Linked DNA regions of Mus musculus: all the other regions are linked to region 2. A link is a contact called in public HiCAR-type, HiChIP or PLAC-seq and promoter capture Hi-C data. All regions are on one chromosome and are shown on one strand. The core of a region is the stretch at or near the end of the contact, and the rest is flanking DNA. Distances in the headings are between cores, read along the strand shown. Region 1 holds the start of Taco1os (a long non-coding RNA gene). Region 2 holds the start of Mettl2 (methyltransferase like 2). Region 3 overlaps Tanc2 (tetratricopeptide repeat, ankyrin repeat and coiled-coil containing 2). Region 4 holds the start of Cyb561 (cytochrome b-561). Region 5 holds the start of Dcaf7 (DDB1 and CUL4 associated factor 7). Region 6 holds the start of Kcnh6 (potassium voltage-gated channel, subfamily H (eag-related), member 6). Region 7 holds the start of Mapt (microtubule-associated protein tau).

Evidence for each region. Promoter capture Hi-C pulls out the DNA fragments that hold promoters and counts their contacts. HiCAR-type assays count read pairs that join an accessible place to other places. HiChIP or PLAC-seq counts read pairs in DNA pulled down with a chosen protein or histone mark.
Region 1: a contact with region 2 is called in a HiCAR-type map of kidney, with 5 times the contacts expected there. The contact joins the promoter of Taco1os here to the promoter of Mettl2 in region 2. A contact is called at or near these places in 1 of 39 promoter capture datasets (embryonic stem cells) and 1 of 115 datasets of contacts at active chromatin or transcription factors (kidney).
Region 3: an H3K4me3 HiChIP or PLAC-seq map of bone marrow-derived macrophages shows a contact between it and region 2, with 5 times the contacts expected there. The contact joins the enhancer-like site here to the promoter of Mettl2 in region 2. A contact is called at or near these places in 1 of 15 datasets of contacts at CTCF or cohesin (pro-B cells), 1 of 484 Hi-C or Micro-C datasets (pro-B cells), 2 of 115 datasets of contacts at active chromatin or transcription factors (bone marrow-derived macrophages and craniofacial prominence) and 2 of 9 other capture datasets (adipose tissue and liver).
Region 4: a FOXA1 HiChIP or PLAC-seq map of pancreatic cancer cells shows a contact between it and region 2. The contact joins the promoter of Cyb561 here to the promoter of Mettl2 in region 2. A contact is called at or near these places in 4 of 39 promoter capture datasets (embryonic stem cells, liver and stem cell-derived epiblast-like cells) and 1 of 115 datasets of contacts at active chromatin or transcription factors (pancreatic cancer cells).
Region 5: a contact with region 2 is called in a promoter capture Hi-C map of embryonic stem cells, with 4 times the contacts expected there. The contact joins the promoter of Dcaf7 here to the promoter of Mettl2 in region 2. A contact is called at or near these places in 2 of 39 promoter capture datasets (embryonic stem cells and pre-B cells), 1 of 484 Hi-C or Micro-C datasets (Sertoli cells), 2 of 115 datasets of contacts at active chromatin or transcription factors (astrocytes and kidney) and 1 of 9 other capture datasets (liver).
Region 6: a promoter capture Hi-C map of liver shows a contact between it and region 2, with 3 times the contacts expected there. The contact joins the promoter of Kcnh6 here to the promoter of Mettl2 in region 2. A contact is called at or near these places in 2 of 39 promoter capture datasets (the C10 cell line and liver).
Region 7: a promoter capture Hi-C map of liver shows a contact between it and region 2, with 2.3 times the contacts expected there. The contact joins the promoter of Mapt here to the promoter of Mettl2 in region 2. A contact is called at or near these places in 13 of 39 promoter capture datasets (the 3T3-L1 cell line, the C10 cell line, the HPC-7 cell line and 9 more), 1 of 484 Hi-C or Micro-C datasets (the HPC-7 cell line) and 1 of 9 other capture datasets (adipose tissue).

Annotation. Positions count from the first base shown.
Region 1 is chr11:106,064,769-106,067,934 of GRCm38.p6, forward strand. Taco1os (a long non-coding RNA gene) reads right to left here and starts at 1,273. Exons shown (of 3, transcript XR_003949781.1): 1 at 1,114-1,273; 2 at 1-528. Taco1 (translational activator of mitochondrially encoded cytochrome c oxidase I) reads left to right here and starts at 1,323. Exons shown (of 5, transcript NM_027346.2): 1 at 1,323-1,750. The coding sequence starts at 1,480.
Region 2 is chr11:105,125,066-105,128,035 of GRCm38.p6, forward strand. Mettl2 (methyltransferase like 2) reads left to right here and starts at 1,360. Exons shown (of 9, transcript NM_172567.3): 1 at 1,360-1,541; 2 at 1,711-1,802. The coding sequence starts at 1,432.
Region 3 is chr11:105,900,141-105,903,100 of GRCm38.p6, forward strand. Tanc2 (tetratricopeptide repeat, ankyrin repeat and coiled-coil containing 2) reads left to right here. Exons shown (of 26, transcript NM_181071.3): 18 at 1,920-2,013. Among named protein-coding and RNA genes, the nearest start is that of Cyb561, 43 kb to the right of the region's middle. Within about 2 kb of position 1,576, at least 61 of the 459 cell types and tissues checked have an H3K27ac peak or open chromatin away from gene starts, as enhancers often do. A contact at or near this core is called in bone marrow-derived macrophages, where this site is marked.
Region 4 is chr11:105,942,805-105,946,008 of GRCm38.p6, forward strand. Cyb561 (cytochrome b-561) reads right to left here and starts at 1,683. Exons shown (of 6, transcript NM_007805.5): 1 at 1,307-1,683.
Region 5 is chr11:106,035,271-106,038,232 of GRCm38.p6, forward strand. It overlaps Dcaf7 (DDB1 and CUL4 associated factor 7), which reads left to right and starts at 1,602. Exons shown (of 7, transcript NM_027946.3): 1 at 1,602-1,991. The coding sequence starts at 1,854. It overlaps Kcnh6 (potassium voltage-gated channel, subfamily H (eag-related), member 6), which reads left to right. Exons shown (of 13, transcript NM_001037712.2): 13 at 1-324.
Region 6 is chr11:106,006,767-106,009,865 of GRCm38.p6, forward strand. Kcnh6 (potassium voltage-gated channel, subfamily H (eag-related), member 6) reads left to right here and starts at 1,382. Exons shown (of 13, transcript NM_001037712.2): 1 at 1,382-1,512; 2 at 2,217-2,447. The coding sequence starts at 1,437. It overlaps Ace3 (angiotensin I converting enzyme (peptidyl-dipeptidase A) 3), which reads left to right. Exons shown (of 15, transcript NM_001101453.3): 15 at 184-784. The region is part of intron 2 of Gm35971 (a long non-coding RNA gene); the gene reads right to left.
Region 7 is chr11:104,229,758-104,233,028 of GRCm38.p6, forward strand. Mapt (microtubule-associated protein tau) reads left to right here and starts at 1,679. Exons shown (of 12, transcript NM_001038609.2): 1 at 1,679-1,850.

The sequences.
Region 1 (3,166 bases), core at 23-2,522, 940 kb after region 2:
TGAAGACAGCTACAGTGTACTTATGTATAATAATAAAATAAATCTTTTAAAAAATAATATAAAATCTGTGTCCGTGCCCTTCCCCTCATCCTGCTTATTCAAGGCCATTGTAGAAGGAAACAGAAAGTAAAGAACTTGCCCAAGGTTGCACTACTAAATGGCAGAAACACACTTTGAATTCATCCAGCCTAACTTTAGAGAGCAAGACTTCAAACTGCCTTCACACTGACCTGCTTTTTTAAATGTGTTACGCTCTTGAGACTTAATTCACCCCCCCCCTAGAGAGCTCTTAAAGAGTTTCAAGCAGCTGCTACATTATTTTTTCTTTATTTTTCCATAGTGTCCTTTTTCTCTTGTTTTCTCTGCCAAGAGAACCGATGGTGGAAGGGGCTGGAGAAATAGCTCAGCAGTTAAGGATATTGGTTGCCCTTCCAGAGGACCCAGGTTCAATTTCGATTCTCCATGTGACAGCTCACAACCATCAGTTCCAGGCTATCTTGATGTCAACCTTGGCGGCGGTTTCTTTATCTGTAAAATAAATATCTGAGAACACCAGGCACACATGTAGCGCACAGACATACATGCAGTCAAAACAACCATACACATATATTAAAAATACTTAAACTAATTTTAAAACAACAGATGGAAAACGAAGATAGCAGTTTGACTCAAAGGCTGGCCCGATCTTTTGTCCAGTATGGGTTGGCAAAACAGGCAATGCCATCCTTGTTTACAGAAATGAAATCTAAATCAGAAAGTTTTAAATGACTGGGCAAATCGCTTCTCGTCGGCTGGTGGGGTAGTGGCTTATTTTGTTTGGTTGTTTTTTTTTTTTTTTTTTGTCGTTGTTTGTTTTAATTAAAGTTTTTGCTTTTTTTTTTTTTTTGAGACAAAGTCCTAAGGTTTCCTTCGCCTCTTAAGTGCTGGAATCACAGACATGGCCTGCCACGCCCAGCATTTAGTACTTTTTTGTTTATTGCTTCCTTTTTTTAAACAGGCAACCTTGGCGGCGGTTTCTTTATCTGTAAAATGAACCGACTGAACTACATATTTCTTTTTCAACCAAACAATTCTTATTCTGGACTTGCTCAGTTAGGAAGGAAAGTCAGTCACCTGAATCTCTCCGGGAAGGTGATCTGTCGTTTCCAAGCAACCGGGAGCAAAGAAGGGTTGCGTCACTCCTGGCAGGGGCGGGGTTGGAACGAGTACCGCGAGGCAGCGGAACCAACTTTGCAGAATCCGGGAACGTCTTTTTGCGGCGGACCGGGCAAAGGAAGTGTACTGCACCATTTAGGGTCCCCGCGCCCGGCTCCTTCGCGGTCACTCAAGGCAGTGCAGCGTCAGGAAGAGCCGAACCTCTGAGTTTCTGGAGAGCTGTAGCAGCGGTCTGAACGTCCAGACCGGGTTGTTCCGGGGCCGGACTAGACGGGCTGATTTTAGCTGCTCATCTTTGCACCGCGCAGCCCCTTGTCGAAGCAGATGATGTCTTGGGCTGCCGCCAGCCTGAGAATGACCGCTGTCCCGTGCTTTCGTGTGCGATGCCTCGGGTTCCGCGTGGGTCCTTGGGGCGCCTCCCAGCATGCAAACCCCGGCTGTGGTGCAGCGCCACACAGGACGCTGCATGTCAGCGCGACGGCCTCGGCGGGACACAATAAGTGGTCTAAAGTCCGGCACATCAAGGGCCCCAAGGACATGGAAAGGAGTCGAATCTTCTCTAAACTCACTCTCAGTATCCGCCTGGCGGTTAAAGGTGAGAACCTGGTAGTCCTCACTGCTGGTCACTGAAGCTCTTTAGGTGCCTAAGGCTTCATTTAGGACCGTCCCCCCAACCCCCAGTTGTCATAATTGTCCTACTCATAACCCTCAAAGCACTTACTTACACTGGATATACCTGTTTTCCTTTTCAAAGACCTTCAGAGACCCGCCCTTAGATAAAAATGACTTCATCTAAGGGTATAGTTAGAAGGTACTTCATAGAAATACGCCTTAAGAAAGTGTGGCAGCGCGGCCGGCTTGCCCGATTTCCGCGAGTTGGTTCTGTCGGTGCCGGTCGCGGGTTCCCGTGTCGTTCCGGTCTTTTTCCGCTCCCGAACCTTTGTTTTATTTTGCCGGGCGAGGTGGCGCATGCCTTTAATCCCAGCACTCAGGAGGCAGAGGCAGGCGGATTTCTGAGTTCGAGGCCAGCCTGGTCTACAAAGTGAGTTCCAGGACAGCCAGGGCTACACAGAGAAACCCTGTCTCGAAAAACAAAAAACAAAAAACAAACAAACAAAAACAAAAAACAAAAAAAGAAAGTGTGGCAGAAGCCGGAGGCCTCGAACCAGACCAATAATTCATGGCAATGGACATTTGCAAGTGAAGCTGTTTGGACAAAAGAATATCCAGTGTGACACTCCACAACACCGCAGCTTCTGCTTCTACATCAGGGATGGGTTTGGTTTGGTTTTGTTTAGGGGAGGGAGACTGCAAGCGTGGAGAGGATGGATCTGGAGGGATGACAGGATCAGTGTGAGATTGGGGTGCATGATGCGAAATTCACAAAGAATCGATTTAAAAAGTTAAAGATATTTATCAAATAAAATGACTGGAAGAGGGAAAAGGAAAAAATAAAGCATAAAGAGTCAAGTCAGGGCTTGGAGAGATGGCTGGGCGGTTAAAAGCACTTGCTGCTCTTGCAGAGGACCTGGGTTTGTTTCCCAGCACCCATGTGACATCTAACAACTACCTTAAACTTCAGTTCCAAGGTACCCAATGTTCTCTTCTGGCCTCCTCAGGCACTGCATGCATCATGCATGCAAGCACATGAGCAGGTCTTGTAAGGAAGAAAGAGAAAGAAAGTGCCTTTCTTGAAGGGACTAACCATGCGCTCTGCAGCTGCTTCTACTACCACTGAAGGTTGGGACAGGCATGCTGAGACAAGCCATTTCTCGCTTCCTTTTCCCTCATCAGAGCTCCTAAGACATTTCCTTGGAAAGTCAGTTTTGGAACCATGCGTCGCTTCAGTGATTCTCACTTCGGTGTCAGGCTGGTAGAAGTAGAGGGGGGAAAATCCTATGAAAAGTGTGGACCTGGAGTTAGGAAGATGTGAACGATGTATTGGCTAGGTTGATTCAATGCCCTTCAACCCGTGGCTTAACTACTGAATTTTAATTTTCTGTAAAGCAAG
Region 2 (2,970 bases), core at 110-2,609:
ACCTAGCCAGGTGTGGAGGCAGCACACATCTTTGATCCCAGTACCCAGAAGCCAGAGGCAGGCAGATCTCTGAAGTTGAAACCTTCCTGGTCTACAAAGAGAGTTATGAGATAGTCAGAGCTATATAGAGGAATTCTATATTTAAAAAGAAAATAATAATTAAAACACACACGGGGGGGGGGAAGAAGGGAGGGAGGAGAGGAGAGAGAAAGAGAAGCAGCCATATATTTCAAATGGCTCACTTATTAAAAATAATGTTGGAACTTCAAGTAAAAGGACAATGAGCTTTCTGCACACACAAAAATTATATAATGGGATTGTTGAATGTGAACACTAACAGCTTTTAAAGAGCATGATATTAAAAAAAAAAAATACATATAGCTGGATGTGATGGTGAATGCCTTTAATCCCGGTACTTGAGAGGCAGAGACAGGCACATCTCTGAGTTTGAGGCCAGTTTAATCTGCATAGAGAGCTGGAGGCCAGCCAGAATTACATAGTCCTTCAAAATGTATCAAAATAATAACAAAAACAACAACAATAATAACAACAACAACAATAACTCTGGCTGGTAAAATGGCACAGCAAGTAAGCTGCCTGCCACCAAGCCTAAAGAAATTATAGAGCCTGGAGAGCCCTATAATTAAGGGCACTGGCTACTCTTCTAGGAGACCCATATTTTGATCCCTGGTACCCATATGTTGGTTCACAAGCATCTGTAACTCCAGTTCGAGGAGATCTGGTGCCCTCTTCTGGCCTCCATGAGCATTGCATGCACGTGGTGCACAACCATGCGTACACATAAAGGGGAAATTTATTTAAATAGAAAATATAAGGCTAAAAATGTGCAATTATAAATTATATACCAGTGACCTACTATTAGTTTTAAAATATTTATACATATATGTATAGTATATAAGTGTACAATGTATACATTTAAATAAATTGAATACATATTACAAGCTCTATGCATGAACGAATTACAATTTTTATTGTGCCAATTAAGCCTGGCTTTTCAAGGAGGTGTGGTCGGTTATGTCATTTAACACGGAAGCTTCATGCTCTCAAAACCCACGCGCTGCCTCCCCGCGGACTGTGGTCTGGTGACCACGTCTCATCACAGTCGGCTAGTCAAAGCTTTTCCTGGGGGGAATCTTGGGACCTGCACGGAACCGTACTCGAGGGAATAGCCTCCTACTTCCTCCCCGTGCTGCACGCCCTTGTGCATCTCCAGGGAGAAATGACTCCTTTCGGACTCGCCTCCGCTGAGCTTCCCAATCACTTGGAACCCGCCCCGCCCCGCCCCGCCCCGCCCCGCCCCGCCCCGCCCCGCCCTCCATCTTCCCTCCCAGTGACGCTACTTCCGGAAGGGGCGTGGCCCACAGGAAGTCCTCGCCTTCGGGAAGAGAAGGCGTTTCCGTCTCCGGTGTCATGGCGGCCTCCTTCCCTGAAGGCGTGCCGGAGACCGAGGACGGGAAGAGACCGCAGTTCGGGCACCGGTTCCTGAGCGACCCGGCGCGCGTCTTCCATCACAATGCCTGGTAACTGCCCTGCATCTCGCCCGGCTCTTCGCCAGCCCGGAGCACTTGGAGAAAAGCCCTGCCCGCTGGCCCTCCTCCCGCGGCGGTAGCTGAAGCGTTCGCCTCCCGAGGACCGACGTTCCCGGGTCCGGGACCGGTGGGCCTGAAGCTGCCCGTTTGGTTTTCACAGGGACAACGTGAAGTGGTCCGAGGAGCAGGCCGCGGCGGCGGAGAGGAAAGTGCAGGAGAACAGCTCCCCGCTGGTGTGCCCGGAGAAGCAAGGTGCGCTCCGTTGTGCCCGCAGTGTGGGACGCGCCTCCTCCAGACGGCAAGAAAAATGGGGGCACCGGGATCGTTTTATCACTGACCTGATGGAGAACTCCGGCCCAGAACGGGTCGGGGAGGGGACGGGTTAGGAGGCAAAGGGGCTGTCTTCTAACAAAGTCTTGAAGCCATTGGGGTTGGACTTTGTTGTTGTTGTTGTTGAACTCTCTAGTTCTACGAGTGTCGCGTTGATGTGGCTGGCCTGTGGCAACCGTAAAGTCGTTCAGTCATCTTAGGGTAGCTTCTACAGTTTACCTTCTGCTGGGACGTTTCCATCAGAGCTAGATTGATGTGGTCGGATCCTAACGTACTGTGGGAGGAGAGGATTAGATCATAACATCTTTTCTTGAGGTGTTGGGTTTGGAGATGTGGGACTTCTACCAAAGAAAGATGCGTGCAGCAGAGTGGAGAGACGAGTCTGCTCAAAGCGAAAGAGGTCATTTCCGAAGACAAGAATAATTCCTTTATAAAATACTAGAACTGGTTGTCCCTGTTTCTAGGAGGCGTTTGAAAGTAAACCTGGAACTTTAAGGTAATAGGCATCAGGGGGTTGGAGAGATGGCTCATCGGTTATGATAATAAGCACTGATAGTTTCTCTATAGTACCGAGGTCACTGGCCAGGCACGTACCTCCTAAGATGTAGGGGTGTAATCTCTTGGGAGGCAGAGACAAGAGGTTGAGTGGGGTCAAGAGCATCCTTGCTACGTAGAGTTCCACTCCTGCCTGGGCTGCATGAGAGCTTGTCTCAAAAATAAGTATATGTATATATTCCAGTTGCAAAGTAGGCACCCTGCCTGCATTGTTAGGTAGATAAGACTAGATAAAGCTTCGTAGAGTTGAGAGGGATTTTGAAAATCATGTAGCCCAGTATCCTCTTTTCGCAGTTAAAGGACCAGTTAGCCAAGTGCAGTGGTGTATTCCTGTAGACTCAGCTCCGTGGGAGGCTGAGGCAGAAGGATCACTGAATTGGAGGCCATCCTGGGCAGCATAGGGTGATCTAGTCTCCAAAACGATTAAACTTGGACCACGGGGCCTTAAGTGCTTTGCCTAGAGGTAAGCAGTCAGTGGTGGATTCCAATTTCTCAGGTTTTTATTCTTTCATCAATTCTAGTCCAGGTCTCTTGT
Region 3 (2,960 bases), core at 326-2,825, 780 kb after region 2:
ACCTGTAGACATATGGTCAGACATTTTGGGACAAGAAGGATGCACCCCACAGAACCTCAGAATGGTTGATTTTGGTCCAAGATGGTACAGTTTTCTTACTGCCTTAGAACCCTAGTCTTCATCCATAAAGTTACTGAAGTCTTTTTACAAGGCTGCTATGAAGGATGCTCTAAATAATTAATACCATACAGATGGCATTTTCTACATTATTAATAAGTGTGGCAAATTCATGGACTTGGTAGTATTCTGTGAAATGTTAAGTAACTGACAATGAGGAAAGGAAAAGACTATAACCAGGGAGCAGGTACACAGCTGCTTATGCTTATTATAAATTTTACTAATCTAAGGAATGGGCTACACTGTGACAAACAGTGTTCTCAATTGAATGGTTAATTGAGTGTTGGCTTTGGTCAAATATGAATCTGTAGCCAACCTGTGGTTGCAACCTATGATGTAACAAGTAGAATTGCATCTAATTTGCTTTTTCCCAGTAATTTTACGGCCATTGACTCTGATGTTGGATTTACTGTTAACTGTCTCTCACCTGTACTGATTAAAATGAAACGCATTGGGCCGGGCGTGGTGGCGCACGCCTTTAATCCCAGCACTTGGGAGGCAGAGGCAGGCGGATTTCTGAGTTCGAGGCCAACCTGGTCTACAGAGTGAGTTCCAGGATAGCCAGGGCTACACAGAGAAACCCTGTCTCGAAAAAAAACCAAAAAAAAAAAAAAAAAAAAAATGAAACGCATTTTCAGTTTTGCTCTAAACCAAACATTGATTTATAAAGTTTGTAACTATTGCTACCATGGCTGACTTCAAGCTGCCAGTGTTATGTCACTCAATATGGAGGTGGGAAGAAATACACAGTAGCACACGTGACAGCGTTTCATCCATACAGATGCAATACATATAAATAACCTTAAAATCACAGATGACAACAGTAGGACATAGTTAACTAATTGAGAAATTTTAAGAATTGAGGGACTTTTTTGTTTGTTTTTTGTGGTGTTGAGATCAAATCCAGGATCTCACACATTTTAGGCAAGTACTCTTACCAGTGGGTGCCAGCCTATAGTTAGGTATTTTTTAATATTTTTCATATAATTTCTTTATATTTCAAGTTTTAATAAGTGACTGGCTTTGTTTAACAATCACCTCGTAAACTGGTGTGGTAGTGGTGCACACCTTTAGACCCGGCATTCAGGAGGTAGAGTCAGGTAGATCTCTGAGTTCAAGACCAGCCTGGTCTACAGAGTGAGTTCCAGGACAGCCAGGGCTACACAGAGAAACCCTGTTAGGGGTGGGGATAGGGACAGCGTGTAAAATTTCTGAAACATAGAATCAGCTCTCCTGGGTCTCTACTCAGGAGCCCATCCCACTGCAAGGGATGCTCCAGTGAAGCAGCAGTCCTCTCAGCTGGCCTTAGGGGTCGCCAAGTGAATATGAAGCAAAACTGAAATGTGTATTGTCTGTGGAAAGTCCCTTAACTCCTAATACAATCAGATTCCTCAAGACAGCTGTCACTTTTGTTTGTGGTTTGCAGTTATTCTCCCTCCCAGGCAGTCCTCATACTTCTGAGAGGAAACAAAACAATTACTTAAAGGAAGTATAGACCTCAGCTTTCTCCACATTCCTTTCCTGTGTGCTTATTGGGCGTCAGACAAGAGATTGTGTCATTGGCTTAAATAAGAAGAATATGTCATTTTTAAATCACATGATATATGGAGTATGTTAAATAAAAACATGTAAACTGTCTGATAGGACAGCTTTCTATCAGAATGGTTTCAGTTTTCTTTTGTAAAGCAAACAGTACTGATTTTTTGTGTGTAAGAAATTTAGTGAGAGGATTGCCTTCCAGATCAGTGCCAGCAGCGTAGCTTTTCACCTGCAGTGTGAGCTGACATGACTTCTTGTTTCAGATTGTCTCCTACCTACTTGATCTTCCAGAAAAAGATGAAGAGGAAGTGGAGCGAGCACAAATCAACAGTTTTGACAGTCTCTGGGGAGAGACAGGTACTTCTCTGGGACATTGCTGTCTTCTCTCAGTGGTGTGTTATATTCATGTTGACTTTCTGGATCTCTCATATTATTTTGAGCCTGGCATACTTCACCACTCTATCTTAAGACTTTTGTATTAAAGGTCAGTTCAGCCCAAGTGAAAAGTTAGGCAGTTTTTCTCTTTCAGCCCACTTTCCCTTTGGATCCTCTACCATTACCACTTTTTAAGAACATCACCACTCTTGTTTCAAATATTTTCTTACAGTATGGTAAGCAAAGCAGGAAACCGCTGTGGTCTTCCATTTGTTTATATGACCCTTACACTGCTTCCTTTTCTCCTTTTCCTTTCTTCCCAGAGTAATGTCCCACCTACAGCTGTTACCTGGGAAAGTCCTGCTTCCATCCACATCTCTGGCCTAGCTAGAAGTCATTGTGGCTACCTAGCACTGTTAAGCTTTACATAGTGACTAGAGATGCCAGCTAGATGAAAACCAAAGGTGCCACCTGATCTGTTCTAATTCTCTGGGGTCTGTAGCACAGCATTTGCTGCCATCTGGTCCTTACTTCACCCACAGTAGCTCTTCCTCCTGGTTGATGCAGACTAGCCTGGAGCATTGGGAGAAGCACAGTTACCTCTGATGTGTTTTCATGAAACTGGGGCAGGGCAAACAGTAGAGCAACCACAGACATGTTTCTTACTTGCCGGGAGAAAGAGACTGTTATTGAGATGGTAAATGTGTATAGAACGTTTCACTAAACAAGAAGGGTATACATTTGGTAAAGGTGAGAATGTTATTAAAAATCAGATAAAATTTTTGAATTTATCTAACATTTATAATAACTCATTGAATTGTTTTCTTTCTTCCCCTGCTAAAATGTGCATAGGTTTCATGACTTCTTTTTCATGTGTAATGGTCCAGAGCTCAGGAATTTCCTTCTCAACAATTTTTCCCTTTGTAAAA
Region 4 (3,204 bases), core at 433-2,932, 820 kb after region 2:
GCAAACAGCAGTTGAACAAAAATAACATCTCCTAAACGTCATAGTGACGTCAACGGACCCATGAAGATGACCAGATCCCTCCTGCCCCACCACCAACCCATTCATTCCCCCTATAGAGTACAAACTTCTAGAGCGAGGAAGACTGTCAAACAGTCTGCCTTTAGTTCTTGTTGCGGGGGAGGGGGCGTTAGACCAAGATCTCCCTCTGTAGGTCTGCTGGCTTTAAACGTTCAGTCTCCCTGCATCAGGCTCCCACATTCTAGGAACACAGCCTCTTGTCACCACAAGTGACCTAGGTGGTAATTTTAATGTCTGAAATTTCATATTCCCACTTGTACTCTAATTAATTGTGAGGCGATTAGAAAATGGAACGCAAGGCCTGGCATGGCCTTTAATCCCAGCATTCAGATGTCTGTAAGTTCAAGAAACCTGGGCTCTGCCTACCCAGGGACAATGGCAGGGCAGGGCATCTGTGTGCAACTCTACTTCTGGTTCCAGGAGCTCCTCCTACAAGGGGTGGGGTTGGAGCAGTCCAGTATTTTCCTCCCAGATCCAAGTGCTGAGGAGCAATCAAGGTATCTAAGGGAGGTGAGAACACTTTGCTTTTTGTTTTGTTAAGAAGCGGACAGAACTCAGGTATCGGAGATGGGGCTTTTCTTAAAGAAAATTGCCAAGACAAAAAAAGGAAGGGCAACCAAAAGTGTCTGTGACTTGTGGTGCTGCAGCGCCTGTGGAAAGGTGGTAAGGGTAAGAAGAGAAGTGACCGGAAAGGGGGAGGTGGCCTGGCTACCACTCCAGGAGTCAGAGGCGGCAGCAGATCCCTCTCTCCGAGAAGTTCCGCCCCTGAGTCACTTCCAAGGCCAAAGCACGAAGCCAGGCGTTCTGCCAGGATAGGAACTAGTTATCCTGCCCGAGGACGGTGGGATGCGGAAGAAGAGAAAGAGGATCCACCAGGCCCGCACCTGAGCGCAGGGACCGGCCGCGGGGACAGTGGGAGCTCAGTCGTGGCGAATGCAGATTGGTCCACTCCCACCCACTTTGTTCTACAGTACAGCCGCAGGCCCCTGGACTTGAATTCAAGTCACCAGCAGTCCCCATTCTAACTCGGGCAGACGCGGCCCGCGCTCCCCCGGCTGCCTTGCCGGGTGCCAGCAGCACAACACCCGCGTCAGGGGACAAGCCGGGCAGCGCCGGGTCGGTGCGGGCAGGTGCGCGCGGAAGGGCGGCTCGAAGCCCTGCCTCACCTGGCCACAGTCCCCTCCGCCCCTCCGCGCGGAACTCGGCTCCCCACCTCCCCGTCGCCTACCTTGTCCCGCCGCCGCCAGGCCTGCGCGCGTCCACGCGCCGCGCCCCGGACGCTCGGCAGGTTCCACGAGCCTCGGCGCGACGGCGTCGCCATGGAGACGGGGCGGCGGCGGGGAAGCGGTAGCGCGCGCGAGGAGGCGACGGTCACCTGCGCCGGAAGTCCCGCCAGGCGCCGGCACTCGGTAGGGCACCTCGGCTACACCGACCCGCACTCAGGACCCGAACTCCAGCAGCTTCGGGACTGGCTCCGGACTGGCTCGGGACCGGCGTGCGGGGAAGGTTAGCGGCGCGGGTTCGGCGCCCGGGTTCCCGGTCTCTAGCTTCTCGCTCGCTACTCTCCACGCCCAAACCCAGGAGGCCGCTAGGTGTCAGGCCTGGCCTGGGCCCAAGCTCAGCTCCGGGAACCCAGGGTCACCTCTTCCAGCCCTCGTGGGCGGAGATGGCACTTTACACTTTACTGGAAGGCTGGGAATAACCCTGCCCTTCCGCATCTGCACACCAGCCACATTGACCACATAGACACTGTTGTTGATACAGTTTGCCTCCCATTTTTTCCACTCCAGGATACACACACACACACACACACACACACACACACACACACAGAGAGAGAGAGAGAGAGAGAGACAGAGACACCAATCTAAGGGTAAATTGTGTCCTTCCAACTTCTCATTTAAGTCCTAGACCTGGTGTATGCCAAGGTCTGTACTTAAGACTGTTGCCAAGACCAAGGCTGGGAGCTTAGCAGATCCTGGCCCGCTATCCAGGAAATGCTACGAATAGATAAGAGCCTAGCTCAGACTTCCTACAAGCTGGGAACAAAAGGTTCTTTCCTGTTGGATGCCTGGCCAGACTCACGGAGAGGAGGAGAGAAATGGGGTATTTTACCTTGTGAGGCAAAGCATGACTGTGAAGGCAGTCCCTGGAACACCTCAGCATGCTGGGAGCTGCCCACTGGTAGAAGCCAGAATTGGGGCGGGGGCTCCTTCTTAGAGGGTGGGTATGCTGTCTAGTGTACGGTTGAGAGAGAACCAAAAACCGGAATTACCTTATGGTAACTTTTCGTCTGGCAGAAGCTAATGGGCTTTTTAAGGTAAGCAACAGCTTCCTTGGTGGTGCAGGCAATAAATACATGCTTATAAACTAAACATGGCGCTGAGCCATTTCTCATTGTTTGCTGGGTATATTTGGGCTCCTGGGAGGAAAAGGAGGGACCGATTTTGGCAGGATGGAATCTTGTTTAAGTGTTGGTCTTAAAGTGCCTTCCAAGACCCGGGGAGGCTCCTGTTGGGAGAGTCCTTTGTTGGATCATCCCCTACCTCATTCCTTCAAGTCTCCAAGCTGACTGCTTCACAGTGCATTTCCTGACCGCCAGTGTGGCAGTATGGGAAAGACTAGAGTTATGACGACCACACATACACTCACACACACTCACGATGCAGGGAGGGGGTCTCTGAGCGAAAGGCCTTAAGGAGCAAAAAAAGGCACCGAGCAGAATAAATTTTGTCCTCATAACCAGGACGCCAGACCTAAGGCAGACCCACTCCCACCTGGCACATTCTTTCTCCCCAGGGCTACCCAGTGCAGAAAGCTGAGGGGAAAACCAGGATTCCTAGTTACATTTCTATCTTAGAAATTTAGCATGAATAGATCCTAAGCGTTTCTCAAATGTAACCAGGTCTTGTGTGTGTGTGTTTGTGTGTGTGTACGTGCACACGTGTACACACGTGCATCTGTGAGAGGTATTGACTTTTCTCTGTATAACCCTGGCTGTCCTGGAACACACTCTCTGTAGACCAGGCTGTCTTCAAATTCAGAGACCTGCCTGCCTCTGCCTCCTGGGTGCTGGAATTAAAGTTGTGTGCTACCACCACCCAGCCTGGTTTTACTTTGAAGGTA
Region 5 (2,962 bases), core at 352-2,851, 910 kb after region 2:
GTTAACTTTTCTGTTGGGCGTGGTGGCGCATGCCTTTAATCCCAGCACTCAGGAGGCAGAGACAGGCGGATTTCTGAGTTCAAGGCCAGCCTGGTCTACAAAGTGAGTTCCAGGACAGCCAGGGCTATACAGAGAAACCCTGTCTCGAAAAAACAAAACAAAACAAAAAAGACCTGTTCCGTAAAATAGATAGATAGACCTCCGCTAAGATTGTACTACAAGACCATTATTAACCCACTGAAAAATCAGAAATGATGTAACCAATAGAAAACTATGGACCAAATTTCCTGATATGCACAGAAATAAAACGTTTCAATAAAATACACACCTAGGTATCCAGTTAATTTTCTTTTAACTTTTATTATTTTGAAACAGATTCTCAACTAGCCCAGGCTGCCTCTAATTGGCTCTGTAGCCCAGGATAAGAGTGACTTTCTGGTTCTCCTGACTCTACCTCCCAAGAGCTGGATTAGAGGTGTGTAACACCATGCCTAGGCTCTATGTAAAAATAAAAGTGCCCAGTAGACTTGTTCATACAGGTGGCCATTACTAAAAGATGGTTGATAAGTGTATACTATTGTCCCTCAAGGCTTCCAAGTGTTTGTATCCATTAAAAATTGTATTTTACAGACTGGAGAGGTAGGATAGCCCTATGGGCACTGGATGCTCTTGCAGCAGACCTGGGTTGGATTCCCATCTGTAACTAACTCCAGTTCCAGGGGATTGAATGCCTCTTCTGACCTCCGTGGGCAACTGTTCACATGTAGTACACTTACTTATACTCGGGCACATACAAATACACGTAAAATTAACGTGTTTTAAAGTACTGCCTAACAATTCAATACAACCCCTTTCAATATCGTTGAAAGAATTTACATTTATATTGGTGTACCTAGATCCAGGTTTTTCTGCATTTCAAACTCATGGCATATAAGCATTTAAAGTTGGATTACCATTTGGCTTCTGAACATCCCAGAGGAAGAAGGTAAGTGACTAATAGCCAGGTCATTTGCAAATCGATCCCAGAATTCAGGAGTCTCTTTAGTGTCTGTAGGAAAGCGCAGGAAAGCCTTAATCAATCTAGCCTGTCCCTGGACGTTTCTATCATGCCTGAAAGAGAACAGTTAAAAGGTGGGCATTGGAGCTGGAGAGAGTTCCCGTTTGGCAAAGACTGAGGGACCGCCGGACATAGGGAGATGTAATAAACGCAGGTGGTCCTCCATGAAGGTAGGTTTGACAGTTACTGTCAGTGGAGAGAGGTGATCAGAACAGCAGCAGCAGAGGAGAAATAGCAGGCTTTACTCTTGGCCTAGAATTTGGATCAGTAGAGGGGCACACTTGCCCCCATGCCACCCACGCCCCCATTCACCCGCACTGCGCCGTTATCCCCTTGACTGACATCTTGGGTAGCCAATGATCTTTGGGACTTCAAAAGAGCCCGCCTCCAGGAGCTGGGCGGGGCTAATGAGCAGAATGACAAACATTTTCACCAATAGTAAGGAGGGCGCGGGCGCTACAACTGTGTCGACCAATGAAAAGAAGGAACAGTTTGGAAAGGACGTACCCGGCAGCCAACGCTCGTCGCCGCTGCGGGGTCGCGTGGCTTCCGTTCCGAGAGGGCGGGCCGGCATCCCAAACGGAAGGTGGTAGCGCTGCCCGAGCTGGTTTGAAACTGGTGGTCGGGCCCGGCCGAGTGTGAGTGTGTGTAGCCGAGGACCCGCTGGAGGGCTAGGCCGTTCTTGACCGCCCCGGCCCCGCCTCCCCTCGGACCCGCGGACCCAAGCCCGGGTCCCCGCCTGTCTTGTGCCCCAGCCCGCTGCCTCTCTGGCCGGCTCTGCGGCCCAGCCGCCACCATGTCCCTGCACGGCAAACGGAAGGAGATCTACAAATATGAAGCGCCCTGGACTGTGTACGCCATGAACTGGAGCGTGCGGCCGGACAAGCGCTTTCGCCTGGCGCTGGGCAGCTTCGTGGAAGAGTACAACAACAAGGTGAGTTGTGCCGGGGCTCAGCGTGTAGCCGGCGGGGAACGCTCGAGGTGGGCGGCAGCCCCGGTCCCCACAACTCTCCTGCAAACTCGCCTTGACCACAACAAGGGGGTGGGTCCTCTGTGGTCCTGTCGCTGAGGTTGTCACACTCGTTGCCTCTTATTTAGTTTTGACAGCCGGGGGAAACCGAGGCACGGTGTTGTGACATGCCTGAGGCAGATAAGATTTTCGATGGTAGTAGCAGGTTTCAGATCGGAGTCACACCCCCAAAGCTATGTCCTCCGTCCCTCTCATTTCCCCCACTCCTGTCGCAGTGCTTCTGTTGCTAGGTGGGGGGCGGGAGAGAGGCAGTGGAGGAAGATGCGGCGCTTGGATTGGTGGTCGTGCATTCCTGGCCACGCGAGATTTCTGTTAGGGCTATTTATTGCAAGATCTTCCCCATCTCAGGTGTTTCTCATGGATACAGAGCCCTAATGCTAGGTTGTCATTGGTCATTGGTTTTGCTCCTTGATGTTCACCCTCCCCCAAACAGCCTATCCTTGGAAACCTTAGTCTGTGGCATTATCCCGCCATTATTTCTGAATAGAGAAAGATGACGTTTGACCTGTTCTTTTCGTGGTTCTTTACACATTCATTTGCAGCATTGCTGGACATCATCACTTCATCAAAACACTGGCAGAAGGAGAGAATTTTTATATGCAGGGTATAGGTTTGAAAGTATTGAGAAGAATTTTCTTTCCCTAATCTCTTACCTTCATTCTTTTGTTGTAATTTGAGTTAAAAAAAAAAAAATGAATGACAGTAATCAGAGATACTGAAAGCTTTGGCCAGTGGTATTTATAGCCAGTACTCTGCCTTACTCTTATGAACATCAGACTGGAGACAAATGACAAGATGGTGGGAGCAGTGGAAGAAGTAGGTGGTCTAGGATTTAGCTATAAGGCATTGAACAAACCAGATTTTATTATTTTTGA
Region 6 (3,099 bases), core at 132-2,631, 880 kb after region 2:
TGCCGTTGTTTGTCCTCATTACTAGATGTTAGGTCCATAAGGCTCAACATGCGTCGGGATTACTCTTTGTAATGTGGAGACCAGAAAAATGCTTGAATGAATAAGCAAATGAATGAATGTCTTACTGCGTAAGCCCATGCTACTGACTGGATAGGAAATACTGTCCCCACTTCTCTTCCACAGCCAGCCTGCTCCCCACATTCAGGGACAGCCAAGACATCTCTGCCCCCCCAGGAAACCACACTTGGCAGCCCTCTCATCTCTCAACCACTGTGGCCAAGGTCCCCCACCAGGTATTGTGGCAAGGACACATCCCGCCCAGGACTCTAAGCCTCTCACCTGGACTTCAGTGGAAACCTCACTGAGCCTCCTTGGCCACCCCCTCCACCCCCCCATCCACTTTGTAAAGTTTATATTTCTGCCAGAATATTTGCTTCAAAGGCCTTCAAATTTCCTTCCGAACCTCAGACTTCTTAAAAACGTAGCTGTCCATCAATTAAATCTGGATGTTCAAACTAGCACTGGATGCTGCTTGTCATTTTTTTCTCCTGCATTTTCACCTCCTCCATTGGCCAGTTCAGCCCCTCTGCATTGACACCACCCTTGGGCCTTTTCCGAAGGTGCATGTTTCATTTTGAATGCTTGCTACTAAAATGTGGCTCAAAATTGGTCTTGGGACCCTCTGCAAAGTTCCAAGTCCACCAAGGTGCTTAATGAACTGTGGCCCTTCTTTTCTCCTCTCAGAAAACCCCCCTTTTTTTCAATAAACTTCACCCCACCCCAATTTGCTTTTTCTAAGTGTGTTCATTTTTAATCAGTACACAGACACTTTTACCAGTGGTCACTTGCTAATAGGTGGCGGCCATTTGTGGGCAAGGGGCCTAAGTGCCCCATTGCCACAGTCAGTCCCAGCGGTAAATCCCTGAAGACAGCCTTCAACAAAAAACTATCTGAAGCCCCTAACAACTTCTGCCCTCCTCTGCCTGGAAAACTACTTCAGTATCAAAAGGGGTCCAAAGAGATGCTGAGGTCTCTGTCTATTTGGACATGAGCAGAAGTTCTTCAGAGTATCCCAGGTTCAGGACCCCTGCCCCTCTCTCTAGGATTCAGAGCCCCTTATGGATCAGAATTTGCTCTTGTCCTGACCCCCAACCCCAACCCCAACCCCGTCTGCCTGTCACGTCCCTTGGCTTATTTCAGCACCACGACGCGGACAGCTCCCGGGCGCAAGCCTCGTGGAAGGAGGAGGAGCGCTGAGCCGTGGGAGCGGGAGGACTAGAGAGGGCGGGGAGGGCAGACGCTGGAGGACGGGCGGGGCCCGATAGCCCTCCCCGGGGGCGGCGCCCACCCCAGCCCGACGCTGCTGAGCCCCAGGACTGACGGAGACGCCAGAAGCCAGGGCACCGGTCACTCCCAGCAAGTGGTGTTACAGAAAGATGCCAGTCCGCAGGGGCCACGTTGCTCCCCAAAACACTTACTTGGACACCATCATCCGCAAGTTTGAGGGCCAGAGTAAGTGTGAGGTTTGGGGGTGTGGGGGACTCTCTGCAGTACGGGTTGGATGGCAGGAGCAGCCAAACTCTTCACTAACTTCTGATGGGGTAAAAGAAATGGCAGGGCTGGGGGCTGGGGGGGGGGGTAGATTCTGAATACAAAATCTTTCGTTTTGATGTCCCCAACACCTCCTCCATATGTGCTGTGTCTTGGGCATAATGCCACTCTTCTACCTGCTCACAGCAGTTTTCTTGGTGTTACAAACCCTGGCCTGCCCTCTCAGTCACTGCCCACTTACCCCTCCAGACCATTCATGCCTCTCCTAGAGGTTTGCCTGACTTCCTTCTTTTCACCCACAGAGCAGGTCTGACTCCCTGGTCACAGTCCTGCTTTCTGGTCTGGATCCCAACTATTATTCCAGGAGTTCTGGGGTCTTCCTCCCACTCTACTGACCCTAGCCCCCAAGCTTGGTTCCCACACCCCTACTTTTCTGCTCCCTGCCTCCTTCATGCCCCTCTGTGCTCCCAGAAGGAATGACCTTTCCCCAGGACTCTTGGTTCTTCCACCCTCCCTTGCTCTGTCCTCCACCTCCCTCATTCTGGCCCCTGCCTGCTCCTGTGTATAAATCCCCTCCTTGGCTGCCACCGGTCCCTGTAATCTTTCTCTCCCAACTACCCACTCCTGGCTGCCACGGTCTTCCTACCTTTTTCTTCCCACCCCAGGTCGTAAGTTCCTGATTGCCAATGCACAGATGGAGAACTGTGCCATCATCTACTGCAATGATGGCTTCTGCGAACTCTTCGGCTACTCCCGTGTGGAGGTGATGCAGCGACCCTGTACCTGTGACTTCCTCACTGGCCCGAACACTCCGAGCAGTGCTGTGTCCCGCCTGGCGCAGGCCCTGCTTGGGGCTGAAGAGTGCAAGGTGGACATCCTCTACTATCGCAAGGATGGTGAGACTCAGTTGGGCCAAGGGTCCTGTAGGCTACCTTTCTTGTCTATCATGGAGTGCCCTGGGGGAAGGGTCTGACCTAAGAGCCAAAGAGCCTGGACCACTTCTATCCCCACTCTGGGCCTTGGTTTCCTTAGTATTAGAGAGAAGCAATGAGAATTGCATGTTATGTCTTCTAAGGGACTTGAGATTGGGCTGAGCCAGCTATTGGTACTGGTATAGAACAGCCTCTTGCTCCACTTTCCCTCCCCCACCTCCCAGCTACCTACTCTGTCACTGCCAGCCCCAGCTGTCAAGGATGGAAATTAACCTTCCCTCATCTGCTCTGGGGATTAAGGGAGGAGTCAGCCCCCCAAGGTCTCTCTGGCTAGGCAGTGCATGGGGGCTGCTGGCTGAAAGGAAGAGTGAATCTGGCTCACTTAGGTCCAGTGGTTTGGGAAGGTAGCCTTGGGTTTGCTGTCACCAGGTGGCTTACCTAGATGGACTTTGTGTTTTTAAGTTCTGCCCGAGCCCTTGGAAAGCACAACAGAAACATAAGCTAAGGGCTGGGGGCCAAAAGCTCAGCATCCTTCAAGTCTCCCTCAGTGGATGAGGGTGTGGAACTATAGTCAGAAACCGAGTCTCTTGGAAATCACCAGCATCTCCCCCAAACC
Region 7 (3,271 bases), core at 429-2,928, 890 kb before region 2:
ATAGCAAGCGTTCAATTCTCAGCAACCACATGGTGGCTCACAACCATCTGTAATGGGATCCGATACCCTCTCTGGTATGTGTGAAGACAGCTACAGCGTACTTGTATACATAAAATAAATAAGTAATTCTTTTAAAAAGAAAGTAAAAAGAAATTAGCCCCATTTGCGTCATTCCAGAATAATTCAGTAATTAAGCTCATATGGGAAAAAATGTTTGTGGTGCTAGAAAACTGAACCCAAAGTTATCTCAAAATTTTATTTTGGGGGCTGGAGAGGTGGCTCAGGGGTTAAGAGCACTGACTGCTCTTCTGAAGGTCCTGAGTTCAGATCCCAGCAACCACATGGTGGCTCACAACCATCCACCCCCCCAGCCCAGAAGTGTGTTTGTTTGTTTGTTTGTTGACTCACTTTCACCCTGTAATACAATTCAGGCTGGCTTGGATTCTGCTATATAGCCCAGGCTGATCTTGAACAAGTCTCAGCCTATCTGAATGCTGGGATTACAGATGTGAGCCAACACACCGAGCAGGTACAACGTTGGAGTTTTAGAAACAACTGCTGGGATAGCAGTGCACACCTTTAATCTCAGCACTCTAGAGGCAGAGGCAGGCAGGGGATCTCTGTGAGCTCCAAGCCAGCCAGGGCAACATAGTGAGAACCTGCCTTGAAAAATAAAGAAAAAACGGCATGCAAATGAAAGCTTCAAGACAAGTTTTCGCCTCTTTGGCAAGAAGTAGGTGCCTGTCTCTCTTCCTTGCATTTGAACAGGCTCCAGCTGTCCAAGAGAATTGAGCTTTGGGGAGGTAAGATATTAAGCTAAAGCCACAGCCCACGCCTACGTAGCTGGAAGGAGAACTAATGACCAATTTCAACCGGAAGCTTGACATCCAGCAGGTGGCCATCTCCAGCAGGCACCTTAAAAATTCAGCTCTCACGCTGTACAAAGGTGTTTCAATAAACGAGATAAAAATAACTCTGTGAAAATGCCTTGCAGTGTGTGTGGTAAGCATCATTAGAACTTACCTATTTAAAGATTTTTCTTCGCTAGGGTCACAGTCAAGATACCTAATGGGTTTGAATGCTCCTTGATTTAAAAACAATTGTTTTTCCACGAAAACGCTAAAGTGTATTACGGTCAAGTTAATCTGTTTCGAGAAGATTTGTCAAGGAAATCATTCACTTTGGCCATTAACAAAAACAGGTGGAAAGAAAGCAAGCGAACAGCTGGCCCTGGAAATAGAAAGTGCGCTCTATCTGGAGGGCCACATTTTAGGAGACTCGGGGAGCCTGTAGCACTTGGGGTTCACGGTGTACCGCCTGGAGAGCCAGCGAGGGTGAACTGAAAAGCGGACGATGACCGACACACCGCTCTGCCTGGACCCCGCGGGGACCGAGGGAGGGGACCCCTGGACTAGACAAAGGCTGCAGCCCCGGGAGGCCGGGTGCGCGTGCGCCACGGAATGCGCGTGCGCGCGGCGGTCAGCACCGCGGCCCGAGGCGTGGCGGGACCCGGGGAGGGAAGCGCGGAGAGGGGCGAGCCGAGCGGCGCGGAGAGAGGAGGGTTGAGGGGCGCTCGCGTGCGCCCCCTAGCGGTCGGAAGGGGAGGTGCCCGCCCAGGCCTCGCTGCCCGCCCCTCCCCTAGGGAGGTTCGCGCTCCCGTGGCTCGCGCCTGCGCTGCCCGCCGGCCTCCAGAACGCGCTTTCTCGGCCGCGCGCGCTCTCAGTCTCCGCCACCCACCAGCTCCAGCACCAGCAGCAGCGCCGCCGCCACCGCCCACCTTCTGCCGCCGCCGCCACAACCACCTTCTCCTCCGCTGTCCTCTTCTGTCCTCGCCTTCTGTCGATTATCAGGTAAGCGCCGCAGCTCTGAAATCCAGTCCCCTCTGGCCCTGTGCGCCGTCCTCCTGCCACCCCTCGCCCCAGAGATGGATTTAGGGAGCTGGGCATCAATCAGGCGCAACGGCGGGGGCCTCTCTGCGCCCTAGGCGCTGGGGAGCTGGGAAGGAACGCGTGCAAGAGATGCACGCACGCGAGCGAATGCGTGTATCTATGAGTGCTGGGGTCCCCACTATCGGCTCCGCGCAAATGAGGGGGGCTGTGCCCGCAGGGTGGGGCGCGGATGACGGTGACCTAGGGAAGGGGTTGTTCTGTAATCTGGATCTCAGCCTTTTGCCGCAATGGGCGTGGGTCTGTGAGTGTGCATGGGGGTCCAACGACGACCCCCGAAACAGAACCTGAAATCGGATTTCTCTGCTCCTGATTGCCATCAGCCCTAAGGAAGGTGTGGATCGGGTTCTAGAAAAGATGACTGCCTTCATGTCTCTCCACCTCCCTGACAGCGATTCTGACACGGCCTTCACTGGCCCTGATTTAAGGCGGTGGCCCGCCCCCTCCCCTTTTCCTCCTTCAGAAGCCGGCAGGGGACATTTGGGGGCTGGGAGGAATCCGGAGGATGGGGAGGGGTCCAGGCGCTGTCACGTTAGTCGCCCTTCCCCCTGCGCGCGCTTGGTACAGTGACAGGGGCAGCGCCGTGCCCGAGAGAAGGTAGTGCGCGGATCCCAATGTGGGAGCTCGAAGAGTCAGGGGTCACCTGGCCTCGCGGTGTCAGCGGGCTGGCTGGCAGCGGCTCCCCGCTCGAGGGCGCGCAGCGTTGCAGCCAGGCACAGACCCACGCGAGGGCTGCAGGTGCATTTCGGGGCGCGTTTCTTTCTCTGCGTTCTGCGCCGGGCTCCCGGCATGTGCGCTCCCTGCCGGAGGCGCGGGCTGGCGCGCAGGGCTCGCCCCTCACTGCGGCAGTGGGTGTGGACCTGGGTGGGCGAGGAGGGGGGAGTACGATGTGTCTCCTCCCGCTGCCACCCCTCTCCGTTTTTTCCCCCCTCTCTGAACGCGAGGTGCCATCTTTTTGCGGCGAGTCACGTCTCTATCGTAGCATGCCAAGAGCTGTGGCCAGGCTTTGGAGGACCCGGCTTGGACCCATGTTAAAGAACAGGGGGTGATGAACACGGAAGCCTTGGCGTTTTGCCTCTGCAGCGGTGCGCACCAGAGCGTTCACCTGAGGTCGTCTAGGGGAGCTCGCTGCTTTGTTCGTCGTGTGATTTAGGATCTGCGCTCCCAGCCCTGGTTTTTTGGGGGAGTGTGCGGGGGGAGGCGGGAAGCTTTCATTCGACGAGGATATTTGCCTACGCACTCGGAGCAGCTCCATCCTTTTTTCGCCACTCTTTTCAGACCCTTTGTTGGATCTACAGACTTGCGGCAGCCCACTCCCCAGTTCG